Regions from separate parts of the Rattus norvegicus genome. Here region 2 is linked to region 1. Evidence: chromatin contacts called from public Hi-C data. All regions are on one chromosome and are shown on one strand. Each heading gives the region's core, a stretch centred on a gene start, on an enhancer-like site or on the middle of the called end of the contact. The rest is flanking DNA. Distances are from core to core; before and after follow the strand shown. Region 1 holds the start of Ostc (oligosaccharyltransferase complex non-catalytic subunit). Region 2 overlaps Hadh (hydroxyacyl-CoA dehydrogenase).

Evidence for each region. Hi-C and Micro-C count contacts between places; a contact is called where the count stands out from the background.
Region 2: a Hi-C map of liver shows a contact between it and region 1, with 5 times the contacts expected there. The contact joins the enhancer-like site here to the promoter of Ostc in region 1. A contact is called at or near these places in 7 of 12 Hi-C or Micro-C datasets (the A7r5 cell line, the Rat2 cell line, Schwann cells and 4 more) and 1 of 1 datasets of contacts at active chromatin or transcription factors (oligodendrocytes).

The regions. Positions count from the first base shown.
Region 1 is chr2:221,936,296-221,942,954 of GRCr8, forward strand. Ostc (oligosaccharyltransferase complex non-catalytic subunit) reads right to left here and starts at 3,958. Exons shown (of 4, transcript NM_001108566.1): 1 at 3,776-3,958. The coding sequence starts at 3,914.
Region 2 is chr2:222,464,653-222,471,311 of GRCr8, forward strand. Hadh (hydroxyacyl-CoA dehydrogenase) reads right to left here. Exons shown (of 8, transcript NM_057186.2): 6 at 5,208-5,280. Among named protein-coding and RNA genes, the nearest start is that of Hadh, 36 kb to the right of the region's middle. Within about 2 kb of position 3,434, at least 1 of the 93 cell types and tissues checked has an H3K27ac peak or open chromatin away from gene starts, as enhancers often do. A contact at or near this core is called in liver, where this site is marked.

The DNA of each region.
Region 1 (6,659 bases), core at 2,708-5,207:
GATTAAAGGCTACCACCGGCCTGGCTCCCACTATTAAACAGCCTCAACTCCACCTTTTCTTATTCAATAGCAGGCCTGTCCCAGCCAGACCAAAGAATCGCAGGATCCCTTCCCTTCCCCCTGCCAAATGTGCAAAGCCTGGCACCTGCATTCACTCACCCCTCTCCCAGTTACACATGGAGTCCCTCCCCTCACTCTAGTTCCAATTTCCTTCTCACAAACTTCATTCTTTGGGTAACTCTTTTCAGTCCTGCCTTTTCAAGCTCTTTCTTTATATCAACCATTCCTTCCTTCCCTCCCTCCCTCCTTCTTTCCCTCCCTCCCTCCTCCCTTCCCTCCCTCCCTCCTTCCCTCCCTCTCTCCTTCCCTCATTTAGACCCTCCTAACACTTTTCTGCTTTTCTTAAACACACAGTCTTGGAAAGAATTAAACAAGCCCTACATCTATCCTGGCTTCTGCCACCTCCACAGTGCTAAGGCTGCCCAGGACCTACAATTTGCCAAAGTCAAAGGCTTCTCTCCTCACTGTCTTTCCAGAAACGCCTGCTCTAGTTTACAACCTCAATTCTCAAAAGCAAACCAAACAAACTAAACAGACAAAAGACTAATTAGAACCACTGCAACCCACCCTAGAATTATAACCTAAATCTTTTCTTAAATTGCAGACTGTAAGGGGTTTGACATAACTAACTGGGGATTTTCAAAATGCTACTAGTAAAAGGTTCATGAGCTTGCACGCTGGGAAATTAACTCGAGTTTCACGTGTGCAGTTGGAGACTTGACTACAGCCTGACAAAGCACATGCCCTTTACACTGAGTGTGCTCCACACTATGCAATGCCTGGAACTTCTGAGCTCAGCCTCCAGATGACTGTGTAGTATTAATTATGGCTGCTGTCACTATACATTACTATACACGCAATCTGCTCTCCTAAAAGCATGATGTCAAGTACCAAATTAGTACTGTTGGACTGTGTTGTGTATTAGTTTTTTAAATTGCCGTCTGAGTTTCTTTAAAAACTGTTAAATGAATTTTAGCTGCAAATTAGGGCAAATTTTCCAACAATTTCTGAGATGGTCCTGAACATATTTCCTATTCCACAATACATATATATGGAGAAGCAATGCTCTCAGTATTTGTAATTATAAACCCAAAATATCAGACTCTGAAGAACACTGAGGCTGCTTAGCAAATACTTGGCTAAGACAACATTCTTCATGGAAAATACATTGGCATAGCCATCTCATTAGTACGTGGATTCACTTTCAGCTTTAAGAAATAGCACCACCAAGGCTGGAGAGATAGCTCAGATGTTAAGAGCACTGACTGCTCTTACAGAGATCCTGAGTTCAATTCCCAGCAACCACATGGTGGCTCACAACCATATGATGAGCTATAGTTTCCCCTTCTGAGTGGTAGACATACATGCATACATACATGGATACATAATTTTTAAAAACCTACACAATTATGTATCTACCAAATTATTGTTGTAAAGTAAGTTTACTAGTTACTACCAGTAAAAGTTTGACATTATACCTATTTTATATGCCTATTTACCCAAGGCTGTACAAAACTCTGTCAGGAAAAGTTGGGTCACATAGGAGGGAAAATGCCAGAAGCCCCGATCTAGGGAAACAATACACCTCACTGGTCTCCTGGTCCCACGTTTGTCCATATTTTTCTTTACTAGTATGACCCTTCTAACCATTCAAACTCAGACTATCATGTCATTACTTCAGCAATGTCATTTCTCTTCTATGTAACAGAAAGCAATTAGGTGGCATTTAGCGTGTCTCCGCTATATTCTATGGAGGGCAGAGTAATTACATTTTCTTTGCTGTTATCCCAGCACTGAGTTAACAGAAAGTCAGTAATGCTTGTCACTCTCAGCAACACTGCTTAGGCATACAGGTATACTCAGTTTTTAGAAGACTGCCCATTGGAGAAGCCAAACAGTAAATGTACAAAATGTGTCCTTCCATTTTGAAATAGGTTGAAGCAGAGAATTCCCCTCCAACCCCCCCCCTTTTTTTTTAATTTTTTAAAATTTTTATTGGATATTTTTAAATTTACATTTCAAATGTTATTCCCTTTCCTGGTTTCCCGGACATAAGTCCCCATCCCATACCCTTCCCCTTCTTCTATAAGGGTGTTCCCTCCCTAACCACCTCCCCCCTACCTGCCCCACCCCACCACATTCCCCTACACTGGCGGGGTCCAGCCTTAGCAGGACCCAGACTTAGCAGGACCAAGAGCTTCTCCTTCCATTGGTGCCCAACAAGGCCATCCTCTGCTACATATGCAGCTGGAGTCATGGGTCAGTCCATGTATAGTCTTTGGGTAGTGGTTTAGTTCCTGGGAGCTCTAGTTGGTTGGCATTGTTGTTCTTATGGGGTTGCAAGCCCCTTCAGCTCTTTCAATCCTTTATCTAATTCCTCCAACAGGGTTCCCCCGTTCTCAGTTCAGTGGTTTGCTGCTACCATTCGCCTCTGTATTTGACATGCTCTGGCTGTGTCTCTCAGGAGACATCTATATCCGGTTCCTGTCAGCATGCACTTCTTAGCTTCATCAATCTTATCTAGTTTTGGTGGCTGTATATCCATAGACTGTGTACCTATGTGGGACAGGCTCTGAATGGCCGTTCCTTCAGTCTCTGCTCTAAATTCCGCCAACCCCATTTTAAAAACACCAAAATTGTGGCCCAATGCAAAGCTGGGGCTTCTCGAAAAAACTGTCTCCAAAGGAAGCAAAAGTCAAGAAACAGGCCGGTAGGAATGAACATTAAGTTTCTAAAGCCAAGTGCATTAAGTTCCATATTCACTGCTTAATGTGCTGAGCAAAAGTTAATGCTAACGCCACAACAGGTAATGTCTTTTTTTCTTAAACCACAACAAATGCTTAAAGTGGCATTTAGCATTTCCGTTAATGTAAGCTACATAGAATGTCAACTCTACAGTTAAACACCGTCTTCTACCGCTTCGAATATGCCAAGTAGTCTAAGAAAACATTTAAGCAATAGCAATGTCTACACACACTCCCTAAAAAAGTTGAACTACTCTTGCTAACCTAAGATCTTTCTAATTTTCTGAATTAAGTACACTACTTCCTAAATTCCAAAAGCACAATCCTTAAGAAATCCTGGAACTGGCGTTCCAAAGGGTGCTCTCTAAAGACCGACTGCCAACTCACCAATAGACAAGGCCACACCCCTTTGCATTTTCCACATAAGGGATTCGGTGACAGATATCCGAAAAGCGCTGCTTTCCTTGTATTTTCTGAGTCCCATCTTCTCCCCCGCCCCTCCCCAAAACACCAACTTTTTGCAATCCTTAATTCCAGTCTCACGTATTTCTCAAACACCGTGGTTTCGGTAAGTTCCTTTCTAATTCCTGTGATTTGACATAAAGCAACCCAAGCCCCTGGAGTCTGAGCTAACAGACTCAATGGTTGTCAAATCTCTTCCAAGATTCCAGGGACCACAAGACTAGTTTAAGAGTTCCACACCCTCTCGACCAACCACAGAAATACAGTGATTCGAAAATGGTATTCCCAAGACCCCGGTCAAACAATGTATAGCAAGTAATAAGAATTAGCTGGGCTTGACAAGTATATTCAACTCGGCTCACGAAGGAGAGGGCGGGCAAAGAGGAGACCATTTCTCTCCAGGGAAAGGCGTGAACCGAGCTCCGCTCTGCCCGCAGACGGGCTCAGCGGCCACGCGCCTCCGGAGCGAGCAGCCTGCGCGCCCACCGGACCCATCACGGCCGAGTTACCTCCGGTAATAAGAAAGTAAGATACCACCACCAGGGCGTACACCGTCATAGCCGACGGCATGTGCACCCAGGGCGGTTTCTTCAGCTTCAAGTTGGGGCATTCGAGCACTAAAAACGGGACTCGGTACAGAGTCTCCATGTCCCCAGCCGTAGGACCAGCCTTCTGGCCTCCAGCCTCCCGCGCCGCCCGGAAACACGCCCGCCTTCCCTAGCTATTGCGCATGCGTGAGCCGAGGACCACAGGTCCGTAGAAGTCAGAAGTAGACAAGCTATCCACTGTAGAAGGACAGAAAGAAAATACATTAACCTGTTAGTGGATATATTTTTAAACTATATAATAATGAGCATTCTTAAGATTGAGTGTGGATTAGAACTTTTTTCTTGCTGAGAGATAATTGTATATTATGTATCTTCCAGGACCTGCAAGGCGTCCTACGTGGCCAAGCCAGAGAAGCGGAGAGATTTGCATCCTCACTGCCCCGCCCACTTGCTGACGCAACGCACTTGGGGCTGATTGGCTGCTGGAAATTCTTAAGTTCACAGGGCTGAAGGATGAATGAAAGTTATGTGCTCCTTTTTAATATTGGAGGTTTTCCCTCGGGTCTTGAAAAGGCTCTAATTCGCTGAACTTTTTCTGCATGCTGTATAGCGATGCTAATGGTCAATAATTGCCAAAGTAATATAATCTCCATTAAAAAAAAATGTCCATAACAGAACGAAATATTTATTACTCTGAACCATTTGTAGTTCTCTCAGCTTTGCCTCTTCCCAATCACCCGTGTTGGAAAAAAAAAATTACTCAGGCCAAAAATCTTGAAGTCACTCTGGTTTCTCAGCTTGATTACCTGCTTAGTAGGGTGATGGCTTCGGTAGCATAAATACTAAAATTGGAAAGGAAATCGCCTGACTACTTCATGTGTCCTCCTGTCAAGGTATCAAATGTAAATACAAAAGGACTTTACTGGCTAGAGGCAGTAATCCTGATCAATCAAGGAAATAATGGGTTACTATTATAAAAATAGCAAGCACAGAAAAATGTATTTAGAATACAGAAGCCCCCCTGCAGTGCCTCTTATTCCCATATCCTATAATAAAAAGCTTAAGAAACATGACAAGCCGATAGAGGTAGAAATGTTAGTGGCTTAGGCTATTTGGATTTTAAAATTTGGGCCACAGCAGGAGTCAGAAAACGAAAAGCATCTGCTATCAGTTTTGCTATGAGCAACAGGAATATGAAGTACAGACTGTTGGACTGGCAGATACATACACACACACACACACACACACACACACACACACACACACACATGATCATCACCATAGTTAGAACCATTCTTCCTTACTTTAATGCAAATATTTTATGCAGTAGTTTTATTTTTCTGTCTCCTACTCCTCCACAAGATGTAAAATAAAATTTCCTATTAACATTTAGCCTTTCATTACTTCTTAGATAACAAAGAAGGAAAGGGAATGGTTATTACCGAATAATGGACAAAAGGAGTTTGTTTCCTCTTTGCACGGAGAAAGTGCATTTGAGTTTTATAAAGGTGAGATTGTGTTTCAAGGCAAAGTCGAGGCAGCTGTAAAAATTAAGTGTTGTTCAAAAGCATACGTATGGATGTCAAGCCAAGCTGTGTCGTGCCATACCTGTATTTCATTAACTCTCGAAGCTGGAATGACACTGCCTGATCCTTTTCTCTGCTTAGTTATTTCTGTTTTTCTTTCTCTTTTTTAGAAGGGGCCAGGACCGAACCTACTGCTTCAATATGTTGGGCTGAGTTAAAACGCCAGCCTCTGAAAAGTTCTCAATTAGGAGAGACATCATTAGTTTTAAGAGACATTATTTTTTTAAACTAAGATCTCTATATCTAAAACTTTAAAATACCAAATTGACAATGGGTGGATTAGATAAATATATGGCGAAGTATCCATACAGTGAAATACTGGAGAACTGTGCATGTGACGTCAGAGAAGTTTGCTTTTCCTGAAATGGGTAGATGTTCACAGCAGGTTAGAAATGAAGACAAGCCAGAATTTCAAAAAAAAAAAAAAAGAGGTATGTGAAGAATTGACTCACTCATTGTATGAGGCACCGTGTATTGAAGAAAGTCTAAAGGAACATAAAAACAAACGTGTGTGTTTGTGTGTTTGTGTGTGTGTGTGTGTGTGTGTGTGTGATGAAATTATAAATTATGCCTTTTCCAAAAATACAAGTATTAACCAATTATATTCAAACAACATCTGTATGTAACATGTATGTTAATTTATGTTTAAAAGGCTTAAAGAGTTCCCAGTTAGAAGATGCCAGTTACTTCCTGGTTTTAATACCAGCACATCTACCAGAGAATCCAATGCTCCCTAGGGACTAGCCGGATTATAGTACAGTACAGGTCTGCTTGGATCCAAGTGACGGTGGATATTTGTTATGACCAGAAACTCGGTGTCAGAAGTTCAGGGACAATGTCTGCTCTATTACTGAGTTTTCAGAACTTTTCACCAGCTGGCATAGTAGGACCCATTAGCTCTGTGTTGGCAGGAACAGTGAGTCTCTTCTGTTGCTTCAAACCCTTCAGTGTGTCACCCAACCATTGTGCTTCCTCCATGAATCTTTGGTTTATTTCCTGCTCTATGTCTCCAACATCACTAGTCCAAAGATGTCGTCTCCTGCCTGTGGGTCACTCTATACTTTTTCCAAGGTGCTATTTCTAAGAAACAGAGCAGATTTTATAATATCCACTGAGATACCGTCCTTACTGATAGCTACAGAGAAGTAAGGAAGTGAGCTGGGCAGGAGCGTTAGATAGCCTTGTTGTCTCCGCGCTCTCTCTCTTTTCTGTCTTGCACCTTCGCTTCTTACTCCATACTTGCTTTGTGGAAATTGTGC
Region 2 (6,659 bases), core at 2,184-4,683, 530 kb after region 1:
ACACAAATATAAGCATATATACACATGCGCACACATACAAATATATACATATACACTCACATGTACACATGTATACACATGCACATATACAACAAACATAAGCACATACACACATGCACACATGTACACATACATGCATGCACACATACAAACTCATACATGTTTAGGTTTCTGTTTGTTGCATATGTATTTTTTTAATTTCCTGTTTTACAAAGGAACTTTCTACTGGGCCTGTGTCACACAGTCAAGGCAAAGCTTAAGTGACAGCTCAAACAGATAGAGCCACCATGTTCCACTTGCTGTGCCTTACTGAGAGCCGTTTTCAAAATCACGTTAAGTTGGTAGAAGTGTTTAAGCGTTCATTGCAATGTCCAGTTCCTTCCTGTCATTCTAAGAGACACAATCAATCAATCAATCAATCAATCTTTAATAAATTAGAACTAGAGGTCTCTAAGAAATCACACTTTGAATTTTAGGTAGTAAGAAGGTAAAAATAGTCATACGTATGAGCCTCACCAGATGGTCTCGCACACCCATTCTCTCTCCTAAGTCCCCGGCAGGGTGGGGGCATGAAACCCAGGGTCACAAGCTGAGCAAGTGTTCTGCCACCGAGCTATTATATCTATCATGTACCCTGCGCTAGACACTTGCGATGAGACAAGGGCAAAGCGGTCAAGCTACCGGTGACGTAACGGGAGGAGGAGGAGCACATGATGCAGCATCAAACCGGTTCACGATGTACAGATAAAGATGAACAGATCCACTCAGACTTCACCGGCTCACCCCCCACCCCGGAGGCCCAGGCTCTGAAGAGTGAAGGGAATCTCAAAGGAGCTGGAAGGGCACCGCAGACAGACACTACCGCACATGCGCAGAGGACACCAGAAGGTACACAGTAGGACAGGCAGGGCTCTGACTCCACAGCTCGCACATGCGTTGTTCAGGATGTGGAGACACGTGGTGCTAAAGCTGCCTCCAGATGCCAGACGTTAACACCCTTGACAGGCTCCTGCCCCAGGACTGCTTCCTACATGCCACGGCCTGGGCTTAGAACAGTAAGCCTTCTACATCTTCAGGCCTTAGCCTCTTCCTTCCTCTAGGCTTCCTCTAGGTTCAGATGGCTCCAATCAGAACCTCTCCCCCACCCTCTTACTTACACCCTGCAGTCCGCGGAACAGTAGCGGCGAGGCCTGGGAACCAGGACACTCATCATCCCTGTGTGTCTCCACAGTTGTCAGAGCCTTACTGCCAGCTCATATTTAAACAGGCAGTGTCCTCTCAAAAGAATGTACATGCCCCGGGGACAGAAATCTAACAGCCTCTAACTTGACTTAAAACCATTTAATCAAAACCATAGTCAAAGGCAAAGGCAAGATTATAATTCCCAATTCAGACCCTCACTTGAGGGTTATTACTGGGTTTCCAAAATTACTGATCAGTACAAAGTATTTTTTTAAAAACAGTACTCGGGGGGTTGGGGATTTAGCTCAGTGGTAGAGCGCTTGCCTAGCAAGCGCAAGGCCCTGGGTTCGGTCCCCAGCTCCGAAAAACAAGAAAGAAAGAAAAAAGAAAAAAGAAAAGAAAAACAGTACTCATATACAAAGTCAGCACAGTTCTAAATCATAGTAAATAGGCAAAAAGAAAAAGACAGAAAAGCAACATATACAAGATGCCGGCCAAGAGAGATGCTCCTTAGTGCCCAGGAGTCTGAGAACCTGGTGGCCCCTGTTCCTCCATTAAAAAAAAAAAAGGCCACACAAAGCTCTGCTTCACTCTCTCTAGCTCCCCTGAGTATGTGGCCCTTAACTTTACTGAGGACGATGAGGCAAAGCTTCCTCAGGGGCTAGAGCCTGAGACCAGGGACCTGCCTCCATGATTGTCTCCTTTTTCTGGCTCTCTGGCGCCACCTGCCGGCAAGTCCCAACATTACAATCAGAAGCCCCAGCTCCAAGGACCAGCAAGGAGGAGGCCTGCCAGAAACTCCTTGCTTGACAGATGGCTGAAGCCCCACTCTGGAGTGATCCGTTGGGGACATGAAGATGAGGACTCTGACCATGCCCCAGGAAAGAAGACATCTGGGAAGTCAGATGTGTCGTGCCATAGAGAAGGGAAGCAAACAGCCCTAGGGAGAGCTACCAGAGAGAGCAATGACAGATTATGCCCAGTTTAGGCCTCAGGGACAGCAAGTAGGGCTATGGAATGATGTCTGCGGAGGCGATGGCAGAGCCTGAGGGTGAGGTGGAAGAGTTCCCAGCCATTGCTTGTATACAAGCTCCCGGAGACCTGCTGTATTTCTCTGCAGCCAGGGCAAGGCAGTGAGATTGGCGGTGGGTGCTCTGTATGCACCTAGGACACCCTACAGTGGCTAGAAGGTAAGTCCATGACATCCCAGGCTACAGCACAGCCTTCCCAAGAGCTAACCGCACGCCCTTGCTATGCTTCCAGAGCTGAGTGAGCACATAACAAGGACAGCATCTTCCCAAGCCTACAGCACTCTGCCCTCAGAGCTGGGACTTCACCGTACCTGCCAGGCCTTCACTAGTCTGGGGACAGCACACAGCTGGGAAAGGCATTGTGAAGGCCTACCGCAGGAGGCTGTCAGAGGTCAGAAATACAGTGACCCTCCATGACTCTTTCTACACAGGGTGTGTGCGAGAGGTGTAGTGGGCACCCAGGGTACATTGGCAGCTGCTCAGCTCTCTGAACCCTTGCCTAAACAGACTCCCAGACATCCTTACAGGCCCTACCATCAAAACAGCATTTACCAACCAGCAGGGACAGACAGACAGACAGACAGACAGACAGACACACACACACACACACACACACACACACACAGTGCATCAATAGCGTGGGACAGAAAAATTCTCCCCGAAGGAACTAGGACACAAAGCCAGAGCGCCAGCAGAAGCCAGGCCCCAGCAGAGAACAAGGACAGAAACCAGGAGCAGTGTCTCCTCCACTTTCTGGGCAATGTACGCTTTCTCAGCAAGCATCACGTAGGAGGAAGACTTGAGAAAGTATAAGGTAACTAGGGTTTCGGTGTGGCAGAGCCTCAGTGTGGTGGCCTGGAAGGAGGAGGCAGGGCTGGGAGAGAAGAGGAGCACCATTGACAGGGAGGCTCAAAGGTGACAGCTGGCAACCAACAGTGAGTGCATCTAAAGGCTTCAGTGGAAATGCAGAGCCCAGAGTGGGCTCCCGTCTAAGCACTCCTCAGAGGCGGCCAACTGAATACCAAGGGGCAAAGAGTTCAGACCACAGTTAAGATGCTGCTAACATACCTGCATGACACTTAGCAACCCCAGGACAGACAGACGTTCTGACACAGGATCCAGAAAGCTAAAACGAGAAAGGCCACAGGGCCAGCAGTGACAGGCCACCCAGCGAAACAGCAAGAGCAAACTGAAAGCATGCCCTGAGCCAGGTCCTGCCTTCTCTGAGGCAACACAGAAAGTGTGTAGTAATCCCGAGGGGCAATGGGCATGAAGAAAATGGCTTTCAACTTCCCACCAGATGCTTGGCACACAGGAGCGGTATCAAAGGACAAGGTGTTTCAGAGAGAAAACCGCCATGGAGTTTGCTACATTCTGAAACATTACATTTACGGGAGGGGGGAGGAGGGGTGAAGGGGTGGGAGGGAGGAGGGAGGGAGAGAACCCAAATGGTTTTCAAGGTAGGCCGACAAACCACAGACTTTCTCTGAGGTGTAATCAGGCGCGTTTGTTGAAGATAAACAGAGAAGTGTTGGTTCGATCTTGGAGTAAACGAAGGCAACTGCTTCCGTAAAGCACAGAGGCCAGTTTAATATTAAAAGCCAGTTTGGATGAGGCAAACGTGCTTTCTTCTACTGGGAAGAAGCAGTGTAAATGCTCTGTTTGGAAAGTGGCATCCTTGAGAGTTTGTACGCGAAGCCTCTCACATCAACAGCAGCAATTGCATTTGCCCGGTCCCTGCAACATATTTGCCTTCAGAGTAGACACCACACTCTCCCCTCAGAAACAGGCAGGGAGAGCACACATCTGTCCTCACTGTGGACCACATCCTGAGGCTTCTGCTTCTACAGCAGGCAGAGTCATTCTTTGTCAACCTTAGAAGGGGACACTGTAGGGTCAGGCAGAGGCTCAACAGGTAAGAGCATGTACTATGCAAGCCTGGAGACCTCAAAACACGCATAAAGGTGGGCGAGAACTGACCCATGAAGCTGTCTTCTCATCATGACATGATATGCAGGTGTGTACATATGAACATGTACACATACACATGCACACACATACATACACACATTGCACATGCACGCACATACACACATACACACACATGCACATACACAACACCATGCACCCACACAACACCACTCACACACAAATGCACATGTACACATACACACACATATGTGCACATGCACACACATGCCCCCGTACATATACACATGCATGCACACATGCACATGCACACACAGGCACGTATATACACATACACACACAAATACTTTTTTTTAAGAGAAGGAGCACATTTCAGATCATGAGGTATAAAACAGTGCATCCTAATTTTTTTCTATCGGGACAACGCCTTTACAGTATTAGCCTCGCCATTCATCCATTCATTTCCCATCTCCTGGTTATTTTTTCCATTACTATCTATTTTGAAAGCAGTAAATTCTTACTATTTGGTGTGTGTGTGTGTGTGTGTGTGTGTGTGTGTGTGTGTGTGTTTTGTGTGTGTGTGTGTAATGTATCATGCATGTGTGTGTGCATAAGCTGAGAAGAGGATTTCAGGTCCCTCGGGGCTGGAGTCACAGGTAGGTATGAGCTGCCTAATATGAATGCAGGGATCTGGGAAGCAATCTTGGGCCCTGCGGAAGACACTCTCAGCAGTGGGTCACCTCCTCATCAATCCCCATTCCCACCCACAACGTCACCCCTACCCCTCCACATACACACAGTAAACTTTCAACGAAAAGCAGAGGGTCGGGGTGGAGATCTGCTCCATTGACGAAGTTACTGCAGCCTGGACTACCACAGAGTCTCATAGGGACCCTGGGACCCTGGGGACCCGGTGACAAAGGTCCTAAGTCCAGGGCCAAGCTGAGCTTAGTCCTGCAGAGCTAGAAGGCTGAACCCTCTTCCCGGGCTCTGTACAACCCACCCATCCCCCTGCGCGTGCACAGCCCGAGAGCTGCAGGCCCTTGTCTGGCCTAGGACAGGTACCTCGCTCATGCAGCCGGATAGCTTCTATGAGGTATGGCACCAAGAGACGGTTCACGATAAATCCAGGAGTGTCCTGATGGAGGGGAGAGAAAAAGACAAGTGACTTCGTTAAGCTTGACCTTTTGTTCCCTATGGGCCACTTCCTCTCACCCTGGATTCCACTGCCAGACTTCTCTCATCCACATGTTTGCAATGTGCTGTGAAGTTCCTTCCTCTGTCTTGTAAGGCATCCTTCACTTTCCTGCCCTCCACTTCCCTTTCAGGAGTCGGCCCAGTCTTAGGCCCCCATCCAAGCAGCAGCACTGCCCAGGTTCCCCCGAGCCACCCCTGGGATATCTCAGTGTATCTCAGAGCTAACCCAACTGCATGCAAAACAAACTGGCCACCATGGCAACAGGGTCCGAATGGCCCTTCACTTCAACACCCCTGCCGCTGTCTGTCTCCACGGGGCAGAGATGCCAGCCGTTCTAGCCTGACCTCACAGCCTTTCTGCTCTCACAGACACTGCACTGTCAGAGTTTGACAAATAAGTCACCGTCGTCTTCTTTATCCACACTATCTCACCGTCGTGGTTGATGTCCTGTGTTTGCTTTCTACAATACTCCTAAGTCTGAACTCAGTATTATACTGAATCTCCGAAACAAACAAAACCAACAAAACCAAGCAAAAACCAAAGTGTAGTTTTACTAGATCTCTGAATGAGCCATCTGGCACTACAAGGTCCTGTAGCTAAAGAGAGCTGACTCATGTGCTTGGTCCACTAGTCAGGAAGGTAGTCTTCTTTAAAACAATAACAACAACAACAATAACAGTAACAACAACAACAACAGCCACCCGCCTAGTTTTGTTCTGTTCTTTTACATCATCCGAATATTTTACTTTAGTCATAGCAGTGGGGTTTTACCCCTGTGCTCTCCTACCGACTGTCTATTAAGGTAGAAAATAGTAATCGTATTTCAAAGCACATCAACGTAAGAAGGTAGTGGCTGGGGTGGGGGTGGGGGGTGGAAGTGCACAAAGTTGGGGCTTTCCTGGACCTGTTCTTTTATCAGAGCAGCAGGTAGCAACTTTAGGGCCAAGATGGTCTCCTCAGAGAATGGAAGAACCTCTGTGTGTGAGATCCTGAGGCCTTCTGGGAGCCTGTCTGACTGAGTGCTTCAAGCTTTTGAGGAGGGATTTCCAGATAATATGTGCAGACACAAAGAACACGGATCAGAAATGCTTCTGTGTCAGACAGTAGATATAGCTATAAGCTGTGTCACAATGTCCCTGTTAGGGACAGAGGGCATCTGTACCAGTGACAGGAGAAAGCTCAATTCACAGCCATCCTAGGGCTGTCCAGCATGTTGCATGTTTCAGATATAGGAAGGAGATCTACAGTGTTTCCAAATGTTTGCCCCAGGGCATGCCCAACTCTGTAGTTTATTACTTGAAGATACACAGTAGCATTAC